Regions from separate parts of the Triticum aestivum genome. Here region 1 is linked to region 2. The links are chromatin contacts, called in public Hi-C maps. All regions are on one chromosome and are shown on one strand. The core of a region is the stretch at or near the end of the contact, and the rest is flanking DNA. Distances in the headings are between cores, read along the strand shown. Region 1 holds the start of LOC123157423 (cryptochrome DASH, chloroplastic/mitochondrial). Region 2 holds the start of LOC123157465 (glycosyltransferase BC10).

What was found. Hi-C and Micro-C count contacts between places; a contact is called where the count stands out from the background.
Region 1: a Hi-C map of leaf shows a contact between it and region 2, with 4 times the contacts expected there. The contact joins the promoter of LOC123157423 here to the promoter of LOC123157465 in region 2. A contact is called at or near these places in 2 of 5 Hi-C or Micro-C datasets (both in leaf).

The regions. Positions count from the first base shown.
Region 1 is chr7B:666,243,270-666,247,843 of IWGSC CS RefSeq v2.1, reverse strand. It overlaps LOC123157423 (cryptochrome DASH, chloroplastic/mitochondrial), which reads right to left and starts at 2,316. Exons shown (of 12, transcript XM_044575701.1): 1 at 1,865-2,316; 2 at 1,628-1,767; 3 at 1,310-1,537; 4 at 1,072-1,216; 5 at 762-949; 6 at 642-688; 7 at 454-530; 8 at 224-299; 9 at 66-135. The coding sequence starts at 2,297.
Region 2 is chr7B:665,852,196-665,857,271 of IWGSC CS RefSeq v2.1, reverse strand. It overlaps LOC123157465 (glycosyltransferase BC10), which reads right to left and starts at 3,321. Exons shown (of 11, transcript XM_044575752.1): 1 at 3,028-3,321; 2 at 1,747-2,257; 3 at 1,214-1,312; 4 at 530-630; 5 at 378-449; 6 at 97-187. The coding sequence starts at 2,091.

The sequences.
Region 1 (4,574 bases), core at 1,067-3,566, 390 kb before region 2:
AAGATGGCCTGCATTTAACCCAAATGTGCAGTCATGCTGATGATCAGCGGTATGTCGAAAGTTACCTGACGGCCACGGTTGGACATGAAACCAGTAGCTAAGAGCTCCTTCATGTTGGCATCAATAAGAGGGTACCTGAATTTCACCATAACCAAATTCAGAACTCAGAAGGTATGGCGAGGAGCAAAAAGACGGAACAACTTGGAGTATGCCGATGCCGTACCCGGTCCGACCATCTTTCCAAGATTCGAACAACGCCTCATCTTGGCTCCACTTGGACGCCACTTTTCTCGGCCCCCCTACAACATTCACAAAAGGATTATGCTCTCTTGCTGGCCGTGACCTTTTTTCCAGATAAAACATCTGCGCATTATTTTCGTAATAAACTGGAGAAGCAAGAAATCAGAATGATACATTTCCTCACGATGAGGGGAGAGACAATTGTATCCTTACCCAAGTGGAAAATGGAGTTCCCATATTTTGCTGAAAGGAATCTGAAGTAGTCCCTCCATATCAGCTCAAACAAAACCCTGAAACCATTGCCATGTCAGCCAGTAAAGGCAGACCAGACAGTATGAATCTGAGCATTCCTTACAAAAACTTCAACATGAAATTTAGGCCAGATATGCACACTGACTAACCAGTATGTGGAATCATTTGCCACTTGCTGCTTCTCATATCTCTTAACCTGAATAATCACCAGACATTTAGCACAAGAGAGAAAGAGCTGATAATGTGCGCAGACAACGCTAAATATCCACCTCTTCGCAAACATAGCGCGGCGAAAGGCTGCCGGAGGCAAGCCAAGGGGAGAACTTGGTGGAGTAGTCCGGCCCAAGCATGCCGTTCCTGGTCTCTTTGTAGACTTTCACCTGATCATTCTTCCAGAAGTACTCGTGAACCCTTCCGAGAGCCGCGCTCTCCCCTCCGACGAAACGCATTCCCTTCTCTGACTACATAGAGAGGCAAATCAAACAGTACCAACTGGAAGTGAAATTCTAGAACCATATCCAAACAAGGTACCACAGTGGGGGTACTGAAGATCAGTATGTGGAATACAGTTAACTGAACCTGCCTTCGTTACACTTAGGCCCAGTGACTCCAGAGTCGGTATCGACCCCCACCCGCCGAGCTCATCCAGGCCGGAGCCCGGGGCCGGCCCGAGCGAAGGCGGCAGCTTGCCACAGCTCCGGACCGAGGACTTCGACTCGACCGCCTGCACGGCAGAAGCATCACATTTCATGAACAACACCCACCAACCTTACCATTACAATTTACAGAGGAATCAGGATGAATGGAGAGCACCTACCTTTCTGAACTGTGTGTACACGTCCGGCAGGTTGCTCACCGGGAACGGGAGATCGTCGGTGTGGTACATCGTCGCTCCCCAGACGAGCTGAAGCTTGGGGCTGAGAGGCCTATTATTCCGGCCAGAAGCTCCTCCCTGTCCTTGAGGGAGAACCACCTGCTCCAAGCCTCTGCGCACGAGGCGCTCCACGAGGAGCTCCTCGCTGCAGGTCTCCTTGTGGGCATAGACCTGAAGATCGACCGGGAAATTCAGTATCAAGCTGAAGCAATTAACCGGCTCGGTGGATATGATATTGTGCTGTGCAGATGGGGCTCTTACTGTGTGTGCACTGACGGCCTTGGCGATCGCAGGGAGGATGTCTTCAGGCTTGCCGTGCCGGACGAGCAGGTCGAGCCCGCGCTTCTGCAGGTTCCGCTTCAGGTCTCCCAGGCACTCTATCAGGAACTGCGCCCTCAATGCTGCAGCAATCGATCAGTCAGTCAGTCAGTCAGTCGGTCGGATCAATCGAGGTTCAGTGTCGTCGATGGCGTGGAAATTTGCTGTGATGTGCCTCGCCTCCGGTCTTGGGGAAGCCGAAGCGGTGGGTGGCGCCGGCGAGGGCGCGGGGGTCGACGCAGTAGACGGGGAGGACGACGCCGGAGGCCGCCCACGCGCGCGCCAGCGCCTCGTTGTCCAGCACCCGGAGGTCGCTCCTGAACCACACGACGGCCACGCCCCCCGCGCCGACTGCCCTCCGAAGGCCCGGCGAGGTGTGCCTCCGGAAGGCCTCGTCGGCCGCGGCCGCGGTCTCCTCGGCGCCGAGGGACGGCACCGCCGCCGCCAGCACGGCGCGCGGGGGGCGGAACGGGATCGAGCTCGAGGTCGAGGCGGCCATGGAGATGAGGGCGCGGAGGATGGCGGCCGGCGGTCTCGGGAGGAGGAGGAGTGATTGCGCGGCGGCGGGAGGGAAGGAGGAGGCGGAGGAGGAGAGGAGGTGGTGGTGGAGCATTTCGTGGACTGGGAGGTGAGGTTTTTGAGAGTTGAGGGGGGTGGGTGGAAGATGGGTGAGGGAGGAAGGTGGAGGGAAGAGCGGGGAGAGGTGCCACGTGGGGGAATTTGAGTGGTGCTACGTGGATGAATGTGAGCCTGGGGATATGGGTGATGGATAATGTGGGCCAGAGCACAGAGGTTTTATGAGGGTGGACCCGAACGGCAGCGTGTTGTTGTCATCATTTTCTTAAAGCAACTCGAATGGAGCGATTCAAATGGACGGCGATTTTGTCTGCTTTTTATTCGTTTGGGTCGGCCGCCCACCGGCATCCGCCCTGTTTAGATATGGGTCGGTAGCGCGCCGAACGCGTCGATTCATATGTGTCGGCGTGGCCGGCTGGCCGCCCTATTTTACATTGATGAATTTGCATTTAAACATATAGTCAAATAACATAGTTTGAACCGAGTAAAATAGCATGGTTTTACAAGCCCAATAAAAATAAAAATGACTCACATAGTTTTGCAAACGAATAAAATAAGATACATCTATTGGTTACCAACATGAACCCACATATGCTCAACCAAATCATTTTGCAGTTGCACGTGAGTTTCCCAATTACGCATGTCATGATGAAATTGGATGAATTGTTCAGACGTTGCCGCTCCTCCATGCTAAGGCACAACATTCTCACCCTGAAACTGAAACTCTTGATCATACAGACGTTTTGGGCGCTCGTCTTCTACGATCATATTGTGCATAATCCCACAATCAGTCATCACCTTCCACAGTTTCTGCGTGCTCCAGGTATTAGCAGGATACCGAATGATGCCCCGTCGAGATTGCGAAACACCAAAGGCACGCTCGACATCCTTCCTAGCACTCTCTTGCTCTTGGACAAATCTTTTCCTCTTCTCTCCGGCAGGGTTGGGTATTGTCTTACAATTCCACTGAGGATAGATATCGTCACCCAGGTAGTATCCTTTGTTTTAATTGTGGCCGTTGACAGTAAAGTTCACCGGTGGGATGTTGCCTTCAGCAAGCATAGCAAACACCGGCGAGCGTTGAAGCACGTTGATATCATTGTGTGATCCGACCATGCCAAAGAAAGAGTGCCAGATCCAAAGATCTTGAGACGCCACGGCCTCTAGTATGACAGTGCAAGCCCTGACATGGCCCTTATACTGTCGTTGCAAGCAGAAGGGCAGTTCTTCCACTCCCAGTGCATGCAGTCTATGCTATCAAGCATCCCTGGGAAGCCCCTGCTGGCATTCATCGCCAACAAACGGGTTGTATTTTCAGCAGTTGGCTCTCTCAAGTACTCAGGACCAAACAGAGCAATAACAGCCTTGCAGAACTTATACAGGGACTCTAGGCATGTAGACTCGCTCATACGAACGTACTCATCAATGAGATCACCGGGCACTCCATATGCAAGCATTCGGATGGCGACAGTGCATTTCTGATAAGAGGAGAAACCAATCTTGCCAACGGCATCCTCTTTGCACTCGAAATAGTCATCATAGCCGACCACCCCCTCTCTAATACGGTTTGAAAGATGCCTACTCATACGGAAACGGCGGGGAATTTTTAATGTTTGAACAACGGGTTTGTTGTATCAAAGTAGTCCTTCCAAAGAGGGAAATGCCCGCTCTCTCGGTTGCGATTCAACGCCGGAAGGTGGCCCGGAATGGAGTCAGGGAACAACGGCCGCTGGCTGTTGAGATGGTGATGGACCAACACGGCAGCCAATATCTCCTCCTCGTCATCGGACGACGAATCGTCGAAGTCGCAAAGGAAATTGTGAAAAAAGAACTCGTCGGCGGAGTCCATTTTGTACCTCGGCAAACTGTTGAACAGCTTGCGGGCGTCGACGAAGGAGACGGCTGGCGAAGGGAGTCGCGGCGCGCACGGACCAGCTAACTGCCATGTCGGCGTCCGACGAGCGTGCCGGTGAGGATTTGGCCGGGGCGGCGAGGCGGCTTCTTGGTCGGGGCGGCTGTGTGGTGGGGGGCGCGGGGGTGGGAAGCAGCCGGCTCCTCGGCGGCGGCTGTGTGGTGGCGGGAGACGTGAGAATGGGCGGCGTTGCTAGGCGGAAGTGGAGGCGCCGTCAGCTGGCAGAGTCGCCGGAAAAAATGGGCGGCGGCATCGGCGACAAAGGAGGTGGGTGAGGGTTGCTGTTGGATGGAGGAAGGCCAATGTGCCACCGACCAGCGGGCCCAGGGGAGGAGAAGGAGAGCGTGCATGCGTCCGTCGCATGTCTGCGCCGACGCAAATCCGGCTAAAAAATGGGCCGGG
Region 2 (5,076 bases), core at 2,072-4,571:
AAAGCATGAATTTGGAACAGGGGAATATAATCTAGCAAACTGATATACATTGCAAGAACAACAATAATAAGGAAACGACTTCACAAAGATATGTACCTGGGCACCCTTTCTGAAGTCTCTCTCCTCTATTTCAGGAAGCATCTCAAGAGAATACCTTCCATTTCCATGTGGACCAGGATCCTGGAAACTACAAAATGGCAATAAATGCGGACAAAAATCAACATGCATGGACATGGACATCTATAAGTGATAAAACAATGTATAAACTAATAAACAACGTCCTTGTGATATTGGCCAGTGCCACTTGTTTCACTAATTCCCCTTTACTTCCTTTATTTTTCAAAATCGTAATGAAATGCAAGTTCCAGTAGTCTTACCAATCAATGAAACTGATGTTTGTTCCCATCAGGTAATTAAAGACGTAGTCAAATGAATGAAGCGGAACACAGCTGCGAGAGAGTAAATACTGATTTCAGTACGGTGAAAGAATCTCTCAAGAAGGAAATCATTCATAACCAGGAATTCTAACCTATCAGAAAGCAAGACAAAAAATTGATTATCCACGTCTTCCAGCGCATTTGCTAATAGCCTCTTCTCTGCATCTATCATTGAAATCTTTCCCCATACAACCTGCATAGCAAGTACATACTCTATTCAATTTTGACAACCACAAACATGCAACATCAAACCTATGTTATAATTGTTAGAAATAAACCTAAAACATATGTAATGCACAAAGCTCCTCGATTTGCAAATTAGTAGACTAAGATTTTTCGGCATCTCAATTCAAACTGCTAATAGTGGTCTTTAGAAGTCAGAAGATCCATACGTCATGATACTAAGACTGGCCTTGAGGATACAAGTAATGTCATGGGGAATTGGGAATGATACTAATACTCTTTAATGCAAGCGATATTGGTCAACTTATGTTCTCAACTATATCAATATGAGCTCACTGTTTAGCCATTGCTCATTGCTCCTTCCTTGGAGTGAACATATTAATGAAAACATAAGTTTCAGATGGCATCAATATCAATCAGTTGAGCCATTAACACATTCTTCATTCATTGAGAGGGAGAATTTTCTTCGAAACGTAAGTTTTGAAGATATAAGAGAAATTGTACTTGACAAATCTCCTCAGCGAAATCACATCCTTTATGTAAAACACCCATGCAAACTTACGAAGAACTGAAGGACAGATGAGAATTATTACCGCATCACTATGAATATCTCGGCCAATAAAGAGAGAACTAGTATGCACAGGCTTCTGACGCGACGCGTGCACATAGATGGAGTATCTTCCCTCATGACCCTGTGTATCAAAGTGATTTTGTTTTAAGTTCACATGAATTATATAAAGAATAGACAACATTACTTCATGGTTAGTAGCATGGAGGTACAAGATTATAGTCAAAAGTGCATGCTAGCAAGATAGTATTATTGACTTGGTCAAGAGGATCAGTTAATTCACTTATGCAGATAAGGTATACCTTGATGTTCCACTGTTCAAAAATGAATGTTTGCATGAAGCTAACATATCTCAATAGTATACATTTATTATTGAAAATAATGGTAAAATGTCAACCACTAAATTGTTTCTCAGCAACCCAAATAGTTGTCTTTGTATAATAACTAGAAAGCATTTGATGATACCTAGGCACCATCAGTTAACAGAAACACAAAAAAACCTTAAATGAACTATACTCCTTCAAATTGCACAAGGACAAGAGGTGAAATCAGGCAAACCTGCAGAAACTTCTCCCACAATCTCTCGAAGGGCAATGAGCCAGGTGTCAAGAACATAAAAGCAATCTTTGGATTCTTTGACGCGGACATGGGCATCCCAAGGATATCCCTGATAACAGCGGCTGAGATGATCTCGTCGTCGGTTTTCTCCCGGCGGCCGATGGATGGGAGCCAATCCTTGAACGGCGTGCAGACGCTAGAAGCAGAGAGGTAGCACTGCGAGTAGTGCCGCGGCGGGTACACGTACGCCCCGATCAGCACGACGCAGACGAGGCACAGGAGCACGATTATCCACATGGGCCTCTTGGCCGCGGGCCGATGGCGCGCAGGCGGCATGACAGTCATGTCCTTGCTGCCCCACAGCCCCCACTGCCGATCTCTAGGTGCTCTCAGCTCCTCACCATCTCCAGATCATCTAAAAGGTCCGGTTATTTCGACGTGAAGGTCACTGCCACACCACACCAGGGCCTGATGAGATTCCAGGCGAGTGACTGGCTCCTCACCCCTCCCCCTGCATTTACAATACACGAGGTAAGCACGGCACTGATGCAAGAGATCATGATTAATAAGTAGTGGTAAAAATCAAGCAAGCTGAACGGCGATCTAGAAGAAGAATCGGGGCCCTACAGGCCAGCAACACACCACCCCGGTCACCTGACGGCTGCTCTAGCACTAGCACTGCAGCCCAAATTCCAATCAATGCGCGCGCGCGCGCGCGTGATTCAGATATGGCAAGCGGTGAGACGACCCGAGGAAAGCAAGACGAGCACGCCGCCGATCCAGCAGAGCCTACGCGAGCAGCTCTCGGAAGGCGCCTATACGTTCCCGAGCTGGCCGGACGCGCCGGGGTAGGTGATCCACCAGTCCAAATCAGGCGAATTCCACACGCGCGAGAAAAAAAAGTAGGCAGCGCGGCTCGAGTCCACGGCGGCGGCGGCTGGGGAAGGAAAAAGTCAAACTCTGACCAAATCGCCGCCCGATCCCGACGGCCGCGCCGCCGCCGCATTTCGAGCTCGATCCAAACCAACCGACTCCCCCGGCGCCCGCGCGCGCCCAACGGAAACGCGCGCGCGCGGGGCCGCCGGAATTCGCTCCCCGGAGCTGACGCGTATAATTCGAGCTCAAACAGACACGCCGAGCCGCGCCAGCCCGGCAGCCGAGCCCAATGCGCGGGGCAGCAGCAAGGGGCGGCGAGCTCGGCTGCGGGCTTGGTTCGAATGGGACGGAACTGGTGATAGAGGGGGGGAGGCGAGCGGGCGGGCACGGAGAGGGAGGCTTTACCTCGTTTACGAGCTCGGCGGCGGGCGGCGGGCGGCGGCGGATCTGGAGCTGGCGGCGCGGCGATGGGATCGGATGGGCCGCGGAGCCAGCAGAGGTGGAGGTGGAGATGAGGAGGCGAGGGAGGAGAGAGAGATAGATATAAGTATAAACCAAGGGGATTAACTAAGCTAGAAGCGGCACTAATTGTAACATGTGATGACTTAATGCTGCCCGGAGCTTTCCACTGGCTTTCCTTGCCTTCCCTTCCTTGCTTCCAAATGGACGCAATGGGAAAACAGGAGATGGTGATAGTCTCTGGGCCGGGAGGCCGGCGTGTGGTTTTTGCACCCCCACCCCTCACCTTTCGTTTTCTGGCCTCCTAGCGCGTCCATTTGGAATTTTACTGGTGTTTGTTTATTGTTATAATCTGTTAGTTTATTTTGATTTTATTTTCATCTTTTGATAACAACAAAGTTATGTACTACCTCCGTCCCGGTGTATAAGTCATTCGCGTAGTTCTAGGTCGATAATTTAACTATCTAAATATGTATTATATGTGACAAAAAATATATATTTAGAAACTACATCCGTGTGGAAATCTAGTGATATACTTTTCATGACATATAACACATATTTAATTCCTCAAATCGATGACCTAGAACTACGCGAATGACTTATACACCCGGACGGAGGGAGTAGGAGAGATGGCCGACATAATATCATCTCGGCCGGCATGTGCGTTTTGCACGCCCACCCGTCGGCTTTCGTCTCATCGCTTCACGGACTAGGAGGCATCGACATATTTGTTCATGTGAGATGCTACTGGTCAGATTATGCACGCGGTTCAAGGCTTAGCATTGGAACTCCACTTCCCATAACAGAGCCACCGATGTCATGCCATTGTACATGTCCTTTTCACAGAGATTGGCCTTTCGATCAAGCTTCTAGATTTGGGTTTCTTCGGTCCCGTGCACCTCCCCTTCTGATTAATGGAATTCGGCAGCTAACCTTGTGGCATTCAGAATAAATAGTTAGCTTCCTAAAAGTACTTGGTCGTACCAATAGCCCGTGCATAATTACAAAGACTAAGAACAATAGCTTCTCACAGGAAAAGAAAAAAGACCAAGAACATTAGTTCTCACCAAATACGGCTTTAGAACATGCCGTAGTTAGGTTGGGAATCTATTGCTGATCACGAGCTCATCTGCTCATGGATGAGCAGTACGAATCAAAAAAAAATATAACCTTTTTTGCAAAGACGAACAAATTCTCCATGTGCCCGCAAAGTCTCATAAACATGGGACATCGGGGGAGGTTGGGACAGATAAAATAAAATCAGTGCTTCAAAATCAAAAAATTTGAACCATTCTCAAAGCTTCATTTTTTTTTTTGTCCAGGGCTTTCCTAGTGTCATGCCGTCATGAAATTTTGCAGGCACATAAAGAATTTTGTTCATGCGTCATGTAAAAAAAGGCTAGATTCTTTTCGATTTTGTTTGCTGTCTTTATCGAATTTATTGTTCATCAAGAGGAGGAGATATTCACTGCAAGAAAGGGTGTGATAACAACCATTTGGCCTTTTTCCCCCCTTTGTGGTGTCTATAGAAGAACTCTTTATCCTCAGATTGTTAACCCTATAATAGCCTTGTGTGCAATCAAAAGGTTTAGCACACGCCATCTTTTATCATATCGTGTTGTCCCCTTCTTAGAGCATCTCCAGCAGGTGCGCCAAAAGACGCGCGCGCGCGGTAAACCCAGCTTTTAGCGCGCGCGGAACGTTTTGCCGTGCTCCAGCGGTGGCGGAAAACTCGCGCGCGCGGGAAAAGGCGGCAGCTCGCGCGCCATTTTTAGCGCACCGCTTCCGGCGCGCCTATAAAATGCGGCGCTCGTCACGCGCCTTCTCCACGACTTCGATTCCGCTTCCTCTGCCACACGCCTCTTCCTCCTCCTCTGCTACGCGCGCCTCCACCGCTCCAGCGCCCCGCCACCGACGCGCCACCATGCCGATGCGCCGCCGAGGAGCGTCGGGCTACCGCGGCGTCCGCCTGCGCCCCAACGGCGGGTACTACTC